Linked DNA regions of Mus musculus: region 2 is linked to region 1. A link is a contact called in public HiChIP or PLAC-seq data. All regions are on one chromosome and are shown on one strand. The core of a region is the stretch at or near the end of the contact, and the rest is flanking DNA. Distances in the headings are between cores, read along the strand shown. Region 1 overlaps Bdh2 (3-hydroxybutyrate dehydrogenase, type 2). Region 2 has its middle 93 kb from the start of Ppp3ca.

Evidence for each region. HiChIP or PLAC-seq counts read pairs in DNA pulled down with a chosen protein or histone mark.
Region 2: a contact with region 1 is called in a FOXA1 HiChIP or PLAC-seq map of pancreatic cancer cells. The contact joins two enhancer-like sites. A contact is called at or near these places in 3 of 39 promoter capture datasets (the 3T3-L1 cell line, hippocampal neurons and pre-B cells), 1 of 115 datasets of contacts at active chromatin or transcription factors (pancreatic cancer cells) and 1 of 9 other capture datasets (liver).

Annotation. Positions count from the first base shown.
Region 1 is chr3:135,294,807-135,302,343 of GRCm38.p6, forward strand. Bdh2 (3-hydroxybutyrate dehydrogenase, type 2) reads left to right here. Exons shown (of 10, transcript NM_001172055.1): 6 at 422-482; 7 at 2,014-2,127; 8 at 5,868-5,926; 9 at 6,756-6,848. All of the region lies in intron 1 of Gm46826 (a long non-coding RNA gene), which reads right to left. Among named protein-coding and RNA genes, the nearest start is that of Slc9b2, 9.1 kb to the right of the region's middle. Within about 2 kb of position 3,660, at least 81 of the 459 cell types and tissues checked have an H3K27ac peak or open chromatin away from gene starts, as enhancers often do. A contact at or near this core is called in pancreatic cancer cells, where this site is marked.
Region 2 is chr3:136,573,462-136,580,998 of GRCm38.p6, forward strand. No RefSeq gene overlaps it. Among named protein-coding and RNA genes, the nearest start is that of Ppp3ca, 93 kb to the right of the region's middle. Within about 2 kb of position 4,715, at least 16 of the 459 cell types and tissues checked have an H3K27ac peak or open chromatin away from gene starts, as enhancers often do. A contact at or near this core is called in pancreatic cancer cells, where this site is marked.

The DNA.
Region 1 (7,537 bases), core at 2,410-4,909:
TACATCGAGTGTCAAGATCAGTGTCTGGAAGGAACCGTCTTTATTTGATTTACAGGATGTCGCAGCCATGCCAGGCATCCTGCTCTCTGGCTTGTGTCCTGTCCCCAGCAGCTCTCTGGGCTCTGCCACTCCCCACTGACTCTGCTTTCTTTGCTGTGCCCTCCACCTGACAAGTGGTTTCACGGAGAAGCTGGTACCCTGGGCTGACGTGGTGGTGTGTGCCTGTCATCCCAGCACTCATGAGGCAGACGTATGAGGAGCCTGAAGGCCAGTCTAGGCTGTAGTTTAAGAGCCTGTCTCCAAAAAGAAAGGGAAAACTAAAGAAAGAAAAGGGTCTAGGTGGCTAGGGGTCGATGTAAGTGTGCCAGTGAGTGAGTATTTCAGCCAGCAGGATGCACATGACTGTTCCTTGTCTTGGCAGATGCTTGCTCAGAAGTCAGGCAACATTATCAACATGTCGTCTGTGGCCTCCAGCATCAAAGGTAGTAGTCCCTTCCTCGGAGTGGGGGTTGGGGTGAGTACACACACACACACACACACAGACACACACAAACATACACACACACACACAGACACACACAGACAAACACAGAGACACACACACAGACACACTCACACACACACATACATAACACATACATATACACACATACACACACACAGAGACACACATATACACACACACAGACACACTCATACACACACACATAACACAAACACACACACACACGGTTCTTTCATGAGCTGTGGATTTTAGAACTAAACTTAAACAAGTTAATGAAACCCACATGAAAATTCAAAATGGCTTAAAAAAAAAAGGAAGGAAGAAAGATCATAAGTGGTTTATGTCATCAGGCCTATTGTTATAGCTGTTCCACTCATCAAATTAAATTTAAAAATTACTGTCTTTGCCTTTCCTTTTATCCCTTCTCTATGTATGGGAGTGAAAATTGAATTAGGAGAAGAAAAAATTTATCACTGAAGTAATACGAAGTGACATATTGACTGCAAGCTGAGCTGAAAGCTCCTTGGGACCAAGAAAAAAAAATTTTTTTTTCTTTTCACAGTACAAAAGGGGACAGATTCCATCTTGTGCTTCTTATAGTCTCAGGGAGCTCTTGGCCTCAGATTCCTAATTGGAGCCAAGGCTGGCTTGGATTCCTCCTGATCTTCCAACCTCCGCTTCTGAAGTGCCAGGTTATAGGTGTGCAGTGTGCAGTACCAGACTCGGCTTCAGAGTCTGTGTTCTGTGTTCTTAACAGAAGCTTGCACAAAGTGCTCCATATGCAAGCAGGCCTTGAGGTTACAACTCAGACAAGAAGGAATCTGGATCCTCAAAGAGAAGGCAAGGAAGGGGCTAGGACTAAACGGAGAGCCGTCAGAGCCTGGCATTGACGGGCTTGTGAGTTTGATACCTGGGTGTGTGTGTGTGTGTGTGTGTGTGTGTGTGTGAGAGAGAGAGAGAGAGAGAGAGAGAGAGAGAGAGGCTCTGTATGAGGAGGTACTGGGAGGAGGGGGAGCGAATCCTGGGCTTTAGAGGGAATAAATACATATATTTTTTTAAAAATGAAATCAATGCCAAGACGGCATTCTCTCTCTTATAAAATATGAAACATACATGAGCGGAATGTAGGTGAGGTGGCCTTTATACTTCTTCACTTACAAAGTTTCTAAAAAGGAATGAGGGTTTCCTAGCTGATGCAGTGAAACCCCGTGACAGTGACCAGCAGGCGACGGCTACAAAGCGCTAGCAATATCTCAACACCAAAGTCCAAATTAGGTTCCGCGACACCGGTAGCACTTTCTGCACCCAGAAACCGTCTCTATCCCTATTATAGGAGGAGACCCTAAGTCACTCACTCTTCAAAGGGAAAGCTGATTTCAAAATGGTTTTCTTTTAATTCAAACAATAAAAATTAAAAGGAGGGTGATGGGAAGAAGTGAGAAACTGAGTGGGGCACTCTTCTGTGCTCCTTTCCAAAGAAACAATGTCCCTGGTTCCCTCTCACCCAGGGGTGGAGAACAGATGTGTGTACAGTGCTACCAAGGCGGCTGTGATCGGTCTCACCAAGTCCGTGGCTGCAGACTTCATCCAACAGGGCATCAGATGCAACTGTGTGTGTCCAGGTGAGCCCGGGGTGAGAGGGTGGGAGCCTGGCCTTTCTTACATGCTGTTTGGCACCATAAAACATTTTCATCAGCTTAATTACCATATTGCTTTCCACCACTGACAGACATCGAAACTAAAGGTTTGACTTTGTTAAGAGAGCAGTGTAGCTTTTGTTGGACAGAGGTTCCAAGTCAATTGGAAGAAGCCTCGATGTGAAGATTTAAAACAGCAGGACAATGGTGGTGCTCGCCTTTAATCCCAGCACTGGGAGGCAGGAGGCAGGCGGATCTCTGAGTTCAAGGCCAGCCTGGTCTACAGAGTGAGTTCCAGGACAGCCAGGGCTACACAGAGAAACCCTGTCTCAAAAAGAAGAGAACAAGAGAGCAAGACGAGAGCGCAAGAGAGCGAGGGGTTTAAAACCCAGCATGTGCAAAATGCTTTAGACTCAGTTTGAGAAACAAAACTTGCTAGAACCTGTTGACTGTGGTGATGTTGTCCTTGGTGAGTAGAAAAGCAGAACATTTCCATGGGATAGCAGGGACAGCAGGGGACAGCAGGGGACAGCAGGCAGACAGCAGACAGAAAGTCGGGGGAGCCTTTGGGAACACAGGGGTCCACCAAACTCCCAAACAACCAGAGTGGCTCTGAAATCAAAAGGATGCTGTGGCCTGTTCTATAAGTAAAACTTCCTGGAGACACTCCCACCTGGATGGCTCACGCCTTCTTGCCAGAGTGGAGAGGTTTCAACAGATCACGTGACTCAAAGCAAAGCATAACTACCGTTATGAAAAAAAAAAGTGTGATCGCTCTATGAAGAAGCAGAGAAACCTGCTTTGCTTTTTATGTGTTGTTCCATCGTTTTCGGCCCGCCTGGAACTCACTGTGTGAACCTGATGGTCTACACCTCGCAGGGATCAGCCTGTTTCTGCCCGCTTGCTGCTGGGGTTGAAGGTGTGCATCACTATACCCAGCAAAACCACTTTTCTTAATAACTGTGGATATGACATAGGTTCTAGGTAACCAGGTATGTTTTGTTCTGGTTCCACCCACCCAAAACAAACACAGGGTACCTAACAAGGGTGATTAGTGTCTTCTGAAAAGAGTAGTGTCTGTCTAGGACTAAGGTTTTCTTTTCTTTTTGTTTTGCTTTTTTACTTGTTTGCTTGTTTTTTTTTGTTTGTTTGTTTGTTTTGTTTTGTTTTTGGATTGGTCAGTTTTTCTTTTTATTGTTGTTGTTTTCAGAAAGGGTTTCTCTGTGTAGCCTTGGCAGTCCTGGAAATTGCTCTGTAGACCAGGCTGGCCTTGAACTCACAAAGATCTGCCTGCCTCTGCTTCTAGAGTGCTGGGATTAAATTCATGGACCACCATTGCCTAGTTCTACTAAGGTGTTCAATAGTCCACTGCCAGAGTTGAGGTGATCTACCAGATGGGCATGCCAACATTGAGGGGATGTGTTGATAGGAAAGCTGTGTGTCCTTTGGGAAGTCCTATAGAAGATTCTATTTGATTCTCAGGTTGGGAACCACAGACTTACTCAGGGGAAGCCATTAACTGTCAGCCAGGCCTGCACTACAGAGATTGGGATACTCTGTCCCATTTCTCTTTGGGTGGAGATTCAGCCACAAGTGATATTGAGAAAAAGGACATTCACTGTCTACACTTGACTACACCTGACCTTTGTGGCACTGGCCATCAGGGGAAAAAAAAAGGCAGAAGATCTAGAATATGTGGTTGTTTTCACAGCTAGAACTTTCATAGGACTTGGAAAATCAAACTCTAGAACGAGGAACTAGCTGTGAGTCACGGAGGCCATCCCTGATGCAGAGGAGTGAATGAGTGTCTGGGTTAGTGCCAATGGTTGTGAGTCACTATCTCCAGCCAGACATGTAGACGTGGCACAGCAGACACCAGGACATGGGCTCACACTAGCTTTCATTTAGTATTTACCACTGCCAGCCACATGTAAACTGTGACACCCACTCAGCACTTACAGTTGTAGGGTTTTGAGGACTGCTATGGTCAGCTCAAGGTGAACATGGGCTGAGAAAAGTTTGGACTTTTAGTAGGCGATTGACAAGCAAAATGGGGGAGCAAAATTTTGTAAATTGGGTAAGTGGATGTCTCTTCTGCAGTAATGGGGAGATTCAGACTGTTGCTGACAGGGAGAGTTGTATCAGCTGAAAGTGCTGCCTGTGTGTGGCAGGGTGTGTGTGTGTGTGTGTGTGTGTGTGTGTGTGTGTGTGATGGAGAACCTAAGGAAAAGATTCTACACAGGGCAGGATCTGATATGGAAGATACTCCATCTCCAGAAAAATGACAAATGATAAAAAAAATTAGGAAACATTTTCAGAACAGAGACGAGATCTATGTGTGGCTTTCTCAATTGTGTGGTCTACCGACAAAGGTAAGAGGTGTCTTTAAAAGTTTGTTTTACCTCTTATTCTCCCTTCCCTGACTCCTTTCTCCTTCTCCTTCTCCCTCTCCCTCTCCTTCTCCCTCTCCCTCTCCCTCTCCCTCTCCCTCTCCCTCTCCCTCTCCCTCTCCCTCTCCCTCTCCCTCCCCAGTATGTTCCTGGCCAGCCCCCCCTTCTCTGTCTCTATTCCCTTCTCAATTCCCCTTCCCATGTCCTAAATAAACTCTATTCTATACTTAAAAAAATTATTTTACACCCACAGAGAGACCAATCGATACCCCAGAGCACTGTTATCTTGCAAACAAAACAAAAATCCAGGTTTCTACAGAGAGCTTTTGGATTACATGAGTTAGGGGGAAAGTCCAGACAACTATATAGGCTTGGGTACTTAATGGGTTTTAACTTTTTAATCCTGCTTATTTTTCCTCCTTTGAAAAAAAAAAGATTGATTGATTGATTGATTGATTGATTGATTTTATGTATATGAGTACACTGTAGCTGTACAGATGGTTGTGAGCCATCATGGGGTTGCTGGTAATTGAACTCAGGACCTCCACTCCCTCCGGCCCCACTCACTCCTACACTGCTCGCTCCTGCCCAAAGATTTATTTATTATATCTAAGTACACTGTAGCTGTCTTCAGACACACCAGAAGAGGGTGTCAGATCTCATTACAAAAGGTTGTGAGCCACCATGTGGTTGCTGGGATTTGAACTCAGGACCTCTGGAAGAGCAGTCAGTGCTCTTAGCCGCTGAGCCATCTTTCCAGCCCTTATTTTTCCTTCTTAAGAAAAACAAATTATGTTTTTATTAGAACTTTTAACAATAGTTTAAAACTGAAACCAGTAGAAGCATGCAGATAGGTTAAGTCTATGGCAACCGTGAACTTGAGGCCAGGATCCCCGTGGTGAACTTGGCAACAGAGCAGAATGGTTTGCAATCCTTACAGCAGACTGCTGAAGCTCAGACGTGCTGTTTTCTACGTCTCTGGGCTCCCATGGGGTCTAGCTGAGATAAGGCAAAGATACTTACAGATCTATAAATCATCAAGCAAACATAGCATGACTGTGCGTCACTGAGAGAGCGGGTTAATTCACCCAGAGTCCCAGCCTGCTGTCACAGAACCACTAGGGTGTGTGTGTGTGAGTGTGTGTGTGTGTGTGTGTGTGTGTGTGTGTGTGTGTGTGTTTTGATGACACTTAGTGGTCAGGCAGGTAGAGCTCAGAGTGTCATTTAAGAGAAAGGACAAAGATTTCACTGCTTGCTTATCGTGTGGAAAAGGAGTTTAAGGTTTAATTCCCCTTTCAATTGAAGTAACCACAGTGACTGTCTCCTTTGGTTTAGGAACGGTTGACACCCCATCTCTGCAAGAAAGAATACAAGCCAGAGACAATCCCAAAGAGGTACATATATCTAGCAGTTTGAAAGTGTTCCAACCTTTTGGCTAAAATTAAAAAAAAAAATTTAAATGCCCTGTTCCTTATCCAGACAGATTCATAGATCTATGAATCTAGAGAGAAAAGAAGGAGGTGGCTGCCAAGGCCTGAGGGAGGGGGAAGTTGCTGCTTGCCCGGTGGAGATTTTCATTTTGCGAGATGAGAAGTAGTACCAAGGAGCTTGCAGCTGACAGCACTAAGTGTTTTGTACTTCTTACCCCTGAGCTGTGCACTTAGAATGGCCGAGATGGTCAGTTTAATATCTTATGTCTGTGAGTACATTGCTTGTAGGAGATAGAGAGACGTCTTCTGTAGCCCACGTCGGCTGTGATTTGTGTCTCCCCCTCAGCTCCCCATGCTGGTATTACAATCGTGCACCGGCTGTGACCACAGTGGGCATTCCTAGTGGCTTTCTGGTTTTGTTTATTTTGTTCTTGTTTTGGTTTTTGGCTTTTCAATGCGAGATTTCTCTGTGTAGCTCTTGCTCTCCTGGAATGTACTCTGTAGACCAGGCTGACCTCAGACTCACAGATCCACTACCTCTGCCTTCCAAGCACTGGAACTAAAACTGTGCGACCCCACAGCCAGCCCTCGAGGCTTTCTTACGTATCACAGTATCCATGGATGTCAGTGTATCATGACTAGTTCGGGTAACATGGCTGGAAATTTAAAAGCAACTTCGGATGATGGCCCTAGTCCCTCCGTAGGTTCCTCTGACCCCAAGCCCCTTGAGGATGTTACAAGGGCACACGTGTGCCAGCTGACATCTCTTGTATGGAACTGTCTCTGGTCACAGGCACTGAAAACTTTCCTAAACAGACAAAAGACGGGAAGGTTTGCGTCGGCCGAAGAGGTCGCTCTGCTCTGCGTATACCTGGCCTCGGACGAGGTGAGCGCTGCTCTTCCGGTTTGTAATTCCACCACACTGGGCTAGCACAGATTTGCTCATCCTCTTCACAGTTTTGTGAGTCTATGTTCTATATCGCTAAAGTGCCCCGTTTACACGATAGGAATAAGCGCTGGTTTCACTTACTCAAAAGCCACCATTATCTGTGACAGCAGCTCTTCTTCATTCAACTTTCCATGACTGGAATCACAGCACAGATGAAAAATAAAGGAAAACATTAAAGCGTACCACCTTCCAAGAGATTTGCTTTATTTATAAAAGGACAGTTGTGGGCATACTGGTTACATATAAAAACCTCCCGGACTGGCAAGATAACTCATGAGTAAAGACCCTTTACTGCCAAACGTGGTGACATAAATTCAACCCCTGGCATCCACGTGGTGAATGGGAGAACAGATTCCCAAAAAGTTGTCTTCTGACCTTCTCTAGAGTGTCATGCACTCATGTGCTCACACACACACACACACACACACACACACTAAATAAAATGTAATTTTAAAAAGCCTCTCGATTGTGAGAGTTGAAGGAGAGACGAACAGGCTTACCAGCTTTCATTGTAATTGGGGGTAGTAGGTACTGCATTGGAGCTATTCCACTCTGGTTGGCATGTGCCACTTTAGTTTACTAGTGACCTAGTGATCCATTCGGGGGAAGTCCATGATCTTTCCTAA
Region 2 (7,537 bases), core at 3,465-5,964, 1.3 Mb after region 1:
CCCTGGTCTGCTGATAGAGGCTAACAGAATCACCAGAGGAACAATCTCTAACCAAAGACAACTATAACAACTAACTCCAGAGATTACCAGATGGCAAAAGGTAAACGTAAGAATCTTACTAACAGAAACCAAGACCACTCACCATCATCAGAACCCAGCACTCCCACTTCGCCCAGTCCAGGGCACCCCAACACATCCGAAAGGCTAGACCTGGACTTAAAAACATATCTCATTATGATGGTAGAGGATATCAAGAAGGACTTTAATAACTCACTTAAAGACATACAGGAGAACACTGCTAAACAGGTAGAAGACCTTAAAGTGGAAGCACAAAAATCACTTAAAGAATTACAGGAAAACACAACCAAACAGGTGATGGAATTGAATAAAACCATCCAAGACCTAAAAAGGGAAGTATACACAATAAAGAAAACCCAAAGTGAGGCAACGCTGGAGATAGTAATCCTATGAAAGAAATCTGGAAACATAGATGGAAGCATCAGCAACAGAATACAAGAGATGGAAGAGAGAATCTCAGTTGCAGAAGATTCTATAGAGAACATCGGCACAATAATCAAAGAAAATGGAAAATACAAAAAGATCCTAACTCAAAACATCCAGGAAATCCAGGACAAAATGAGAAGACCAAACCTACAGATAATAGGAGTAGATGAGAATGAAGATTTTCAACTCAAAAGGCCAGCAAATATCTTCAACAAAATTATAGAAGAAAAAACTTCCCAAACCTAAAGAAAGAGATGCCCATGAAAATACAAGAAGCCTACAGAACTCCAAATAGACTGGACCAGAAAAAAATTCCTCCCAACACATAATAATAAGAACAACAAATGCACTAAATAAAGATAGAATATTAAAAGCAGTAAGGGAAAAAGGTCAAGTAACATATAAAGACAAGCCTATCAAAATTACACCAGATTTTTCACCAGAGACTATGAAAGCCAGAAGAGCCTGGACAGATGTTATACGACACTAAGAGAACACAAATGCCAGCCCAGGCTACTATACCCAGCCAAACTTTCAATTACGTTAGATAGAAAAACGAAAGTATTCCATGACAGAACCAAGTTCACACATTATCTTTCCACTAATCCCGCACTTCAAAGGATAATAACAGAAAAAAAACAATACAAGAACTGAAACCACGTCCTAGAAAAAGCAAGAAGATAATCCCTCAGCAAACCTAAAAGACATTTGTATCTGGGAAAGGACCCAGATAGAGCTGTCTCTTGTGAGACTATGCCGGGGCCTAGCAAACACAGAAGTGGATGCTCACAGTCAGCTTTTTGATGGACCACAGGGCCCCCAATGGAGGAGCTAGAGAAAGTACCCAAGGAGCTAAAGGGATCTGCAATCCTATAGGTGGAGCAACAATATGAACTAACCAGTGCCCCCTGGAGCTTGTGTCTCTAGCTGCATATGAATCAGAAAATGGCCTAGTCAGCCATCAGTAGAAAGAGAGGCCCATTAGTCGTGCAAACTTTATATGCCTCAGTACAGGGGAACGACAGGGCCAAGAAGTGGGAGTGGGTGGGTGGGGGAGTGGGTGGGGGAGGGTGTGAGGGACTTTTGGGATAGCAATGGAAATGTAGATTAAATAAATATCCAATAAAAAAAAACACAACAATAATTCCCAAGGAAGTATTGCTTCCATCAAGCTGAACTCTCTTCTGCAGGAATCCTGTGAATTTCAAATCATAAAATACAACAGGAAACCTGGAATTGCAGCAAATGGGCCTCCACCTGATAGGCATACACATATCAGCACATGCACGCATACACACATGCATGCACACACAGTGTAATTTGGTTTTGTCATGTTAACCAAAATTTCCTCCTTGATCAATTATACTGATTGAGATAAAATTACATATTTTGATGATAAAAGCTGTTCACAGCATATATGTATACACACACACACACATATATATGTATATATATATATATATATGTATATATATGTATGTATATATATATATATACACTTATTAGTTGTTAAATGTCCTAAATATAGAATTGTAAACTAAATTTGAAAAATATAGATATACAGACAGTGGTAAGAACACCCTGAAATCCAGAGGCAAAAGAAAGTAGAAAGAAATTCTTCAACATAGAAAAACAAAGTTACAGTCTGATCATAAACACCAGTGAAATGTGGAAACTAAGAAAAAAGAAACTATTTGATGTCACATGAGATTAAGGAGTTGTCTGTGAAGAGGGGGTGTCAACTGAAGAATTGCTTCCATGAGGTTGGCTTACAGGACAATCTGTGCAGCATATGTTTTATTTTTGGTTGAAGATGGAGGACTCCACTCAAGGTGGATGGTGACACCCATGAGAAAGTGGGACTGGGTTTAATAAAGCAGAAGGCTGAGCAAGCCATGAGGAGCTAGTCCATAGGCAATATTTTTCTATGGCCTCTGCTTCAGCTCCTGCCTTGAGTTCCTGTTTCAGCTTTGCTTGAAGAGGGACTATAAAGTGAAAGCCAAAATCTCTTCCTCCTCAGTTTGTTTTCCATCATGGTGTTTGTCACAGCAACAAAGCAAACCTGAACACTGGGACTCCAAGTCTTACTGACTAATAGACATGTAACTTTAGCATGTTGCGCTATTTACTGTCAGACTAGCACATTGTCTAAAGTGCTATTTAAATCCAAACACGATAGCTCTAACATCTGTGGGCTATATGTTTCTAAATTTCTCTCTATTCTGAAAATTGAAGTTTACTAAATAAATACTTGGAGTTTTAGGCCTTATGATTCTTAGCAGATAACAGGTGTTATGTTAGGAGTGATCAATGACAATTTAATTAAAGAGTTATTTACAAACCACAGGTGAATTGAAAAGAAACAAAAATGGTTAGCTCCAAAGTCCCAAGGCAGAATGAATAATGAGCCACTGTAACTGCTGGAGAAGGAAAACCACAAAGAATAGTCACGATACACACTCTCTGCGAAAACAACATTTCAACACCTATGACATTTGACATAGGAACAAGGCCATGACAAAAATCATATTGAAGAAGTGATGAAAGAGAAGAAGAAAGTGGCAAGAACACCAGGGACTACTTACTTTTCTTTGGTTTCTCACCAATGTGTCCCTAACATTGAAACTAGTTGAAAAGCACAGGAAGATTGGCACCCTTTGATTTGGTCCTTAAAATCCATTCTTCAAGTGCACATTCCAGAGGGAGAACAAGAACATGAAGCAGAGCCCTAGCATCAGATGAGCATCCAGTACAACCTCTGCCCATCTGAGACAGGCGCAGCATTCGTTCAGTGTTTTGCTGAAAGACCAGGGAAATTTAGCCAAACAAGCTCCATTTTGCCCATAATTTCTTTTGTTCATAACCAACTGATATAATAAAGATGTCAAATTGTCAGTGAACAAATATAGAATGGATTCTACATAACTACTGAGAGACAGACTGCTCCAGGACAAGAAGAGATGATTAGAAAAAGTGAGGGTTTCACAGTATAGAGGGATCATTTCTTTCGCACTATTGTCAAAGTGATGCTATAAACCCCAAATCTAGATGGAGGAATGAATTACACTGATGTGAAATGGGCACAGAGAGCACATTAGGAAGAGGCAGCCTTAGATCTTGGGTACTAGAGAATATTGTGGCAATCCCAGAACTAAGTAGAAATCAAGCTATAAAAACTGTGAGGATACTTTATATCCAATTTAGCCAGATTCAGACTTTGCAAAGTAATAAAGCATTAAAACCCAGTTTTTTATATAAAGTAAGATGACAACACTAGCTGAACAGCATGAAACTGTCAAGAAATTACTGGAGGTTCAGTTAGAACATTGAAGGAATTGGGACCATTAACAGAAATACATCTACCACTGTGCAAATCTCAGACTTGCAAATATTCTGTTGCTCAGTCTGTGTCTGAAACCAAGCCTCACACCATATGAAGATTGGAAGTAGATGATGATACAAAGTCAGCTCAGTGAACTAGTTGGTGAACTAATAGCATGGCCATAGGTTAGAGGATACAACACAGCCAGGCTCGTAGTTAATTGAAGCTAGAAGAAATCTGTTGATCATAGTCTTCAATGTTCTGTCCTACAGGAGGGTTCTGTTTGTTTTGGTGAAGATTATGATTTTTAGCAAGAAGTTAGGGGAAGAGATAAATACACCATGATTAACTGCAACCTTCCACTAAGCTCTATGGTAGTGGGGAAATGAGCAGAGACCTTTATATTTATCTGTATGGTCCAGTCAAAAGAGGCTGAGGTGTGGCAGGGAGACACAAAAAATGCTAGATGATGAGTATCTAGGTCAAGGTCTACTATAGCCACTTTGCCAGTGTCCTAAGGGACTCCTGTGTCTTAAAGAAGATTCCAGATAAGGAAAATCCTTAGGGGGAGCTTTGGCCAACCAGCCCCAGTACAGACTCAGGAAACAGAACAGAATTCAGGAGGCTTCTTTGTCTGACCTGTGAGCTTTTAACATGGATGTTATAGTGAGAGGAGATGAGAGAGATAGAGCAGTCAGTTAGTAACCCCCCAAAAGGGAAGGGATGCTGAGCCTCATCCAACATAAGCCCATTCACACCAAGGTCTGTGCTGACAAGGCTCATTGGTTGGCTCTCCTCATTTTGACAGTCAGTTCTTTCTACACACTATCTTCCTTTGCTTTTAGTTTCTACGACAAACCCAACCCAAAGCCACTTAGGAAGGGAAGTGCTTGTTATGTTTACAAGTTCTGATCATGGTTAGTCATAGAGGTGAGTCAGGGCAGGAACTCAGAGGCAGGAACTGGAACAAAGGCTATGAAGGAATGCTGCTTACTGGCTTTCTCCTCCAGCTCGCCACATTAAGCTCCTTTTCTTCTACCTCCTTGGATGACGGCCCAGGGTGGCACTACCTACAATGTGCCTGCCCACATCAAGCATTACTTAAGAAACTTGCCCTCCCACACACACACACACACACACACACACACATGCACCTCCCTATAGTCCAATTTGATGCAAGCATTTTCATAGCCAAGGTCCCCTCTTCCCAGATAATGCAAGTTTGTGTCACATTGACAAAAATATATTCAGCACATAAGCTGAATACATCTTTCCTTTCATGTAATCTATTTGTAGCAGTCAAGTACCATTAAACGTAATGGCCTGAAGCACCATCGCATTTTTTCTCACCATTCTATTGCTTAATGAGGCTCTCTTCCCCCTTAATGCTGGACTAAGCTAGAACATCCTAGATGGCTGGCAGTGGGTATTCACTTTGGCAGGGGCTTACTGCAGTTTTCACCCACAGCACCTGCATGTATCTTGATCTGTTTCCATGGTTCAGCCAGCTTCCTGGAGAACATTTTCCAATGGCAGGCATCTGAACAGGAAGGAAGCAAACCTTCCAGTGAGGTTTCCCTAGCATTCCTCCATCACATCCCACCGGTAAAGGAGCCTTAGGGTTTGTTCGGAGTCCAGAGAGAGGGATACACACCAAAACAGAACTTCTGCTATCTCGGGTCTCACAAATGGTTGCACATAAAATATTCATGTCAGCACTCCCAAGAATCATGTCGGAACACACTGCCAAGGAGTGCTGGGGATGGCAGCCTTGAGTTCTCTCCTGATCCTAGCTTATTTCCTGGAGGAAGCATGAGTGACTGAAACGTTAAAATGCCACCATTGTCAACCAGAGAGGAGCTGGGAGCTAGTTGCTTAGTTGCTAAGTAACTAAATTACTAATCAGAATTTCCCGGTAGAATACAGGAGAATAAAGAAAAGAGTCAAGGTGAGAGGGAAAAATTGCTTCTCTCCAGTGGAGTCTCACTGGGATTTCAAGCTACTCTTAAATGTAGGCTCTATGCCCAGCAACTGATGACCCACAACGCAAAAGAAAGCCAGTGGAGCTTCATTGTCTCATATTTTGTCAGGGCCTTCCCACCTTGGAGGTCCTTTGCATAAATATGATGGCTTCAAGGTTGGTGATTTTTATGGGATCTAATCTATGTACAAATATGTGTTTGTTAGTTTTGTTTTATTCCAGTTTGGGGTACTTTGTTGTTATTTTAATGTATATTATTTTAATATTATTTAGATGCCTGTTTATTTTCTAATGGGAGACAGGGAAGTTATGAAATCTGATGGGAGGGGAGGTAGGGAAGATCTTAGAGAGTTGGAGAAGGGGAAACCATAATCAGAGTATATTAAAACCTATTTTTAGTAAAACTAAAAATATATTAAATTATAAATGCGAAAACATGTGGATGTCCAAAATGAGAAGCGTTTGGTGAAACCTGGTTCTAAATCTAACCTCCCTGAGTCCAGAAGCAGAATTCAGTTGGGGGTAAACAGGAACCCTGGGGAATGGATAAAATACTTAGCCTCCTTTTAAAATATCAAAATGACACATGTAATATAAATATTATCGTTTTAACTGTTGTTATGGTTGGACTTTAGTATCATCTTCCTCTGTTCAACCATATGGACATGATAGTTTTGAAAATTGTAATGAGAAAAATATTTCTTAAGCTCTTTCTGAAAGCATAATCCATATGATCAAAGGAAAATACAGGTAAAATACATCTATATAAAGGGAAGAAATAGAGCTAAAAGAAGTTTAGGGATCATTGGGGCCAGGGTGGCTTCTTCTATTTGAACTGTTTTTTAATTCGATGCTTTTAGATATATTTTTATAATATTTTTCAGAGTTTATTTTTATTCAGGAGTTTCCAAGTCAGCAAGAAAACCCATTTCCATGAGCGGTGAATTGTCTCCCTAAGCCCTGTCTCGTTGCCAAGACAGCGTCATATATATTCTCAAGGACACAGCTCATCATTAGTAGCTGCTCTTCATGACCACTTTTATGTACGTATATTTACATCATGTATTTAAGATTATTCTATTGGGTCCAGAAAGAAAGAAAGACTGTAAAACAAATATATCTAATAGCTGAAGCAGGAGTCGTCCAGCAAAGTTCCAGAGGCTCTAAATGCCTTGTTCCCACTAAGATCAGTATGGGTAATAAAAGTCCTTTCTCTTGGGATGCTTTGAAAGTTTAGTTGCCATATCATTGGAAATGTTTCCCAGTGAAATTGTGTCTCTCATTCCACAGCGAATAGTCATCGTAACCAACTCTTTTCTTTCCCCCCTTGCAAGCAATAGCATCTAAGTCAGTTATCTGCAGGGATTACTTCTGTCCTGTCAACTGCACCCAGGCGACAGTAGTCAGGCAGCACTCCTGATTTGCTCATTTAGAACAGCGCCTTTATAACAACTCTTTTCTCTTCCGAGCTGACAAATGGATTGGGCTACATGACATCTTCAGCCACTGTGCTGAGTCACTGAAGAAGAATGTACAAACGGGATTCACACGACAGGTGGAGGCTTTAACAGTCGATTCTTGATTCTTACAGGTTGATGCTTAAGACCTGAAATACCAGCCTTACTCCTCCTCATGGACAGAGGACAAAAAAGGGAAAATAGTGTTCTGTCTGTCTGTTTGTCCATCTCTGTCTGTCTTCCTGCTTTCTACTAGCTTTAACCTCTCCCATT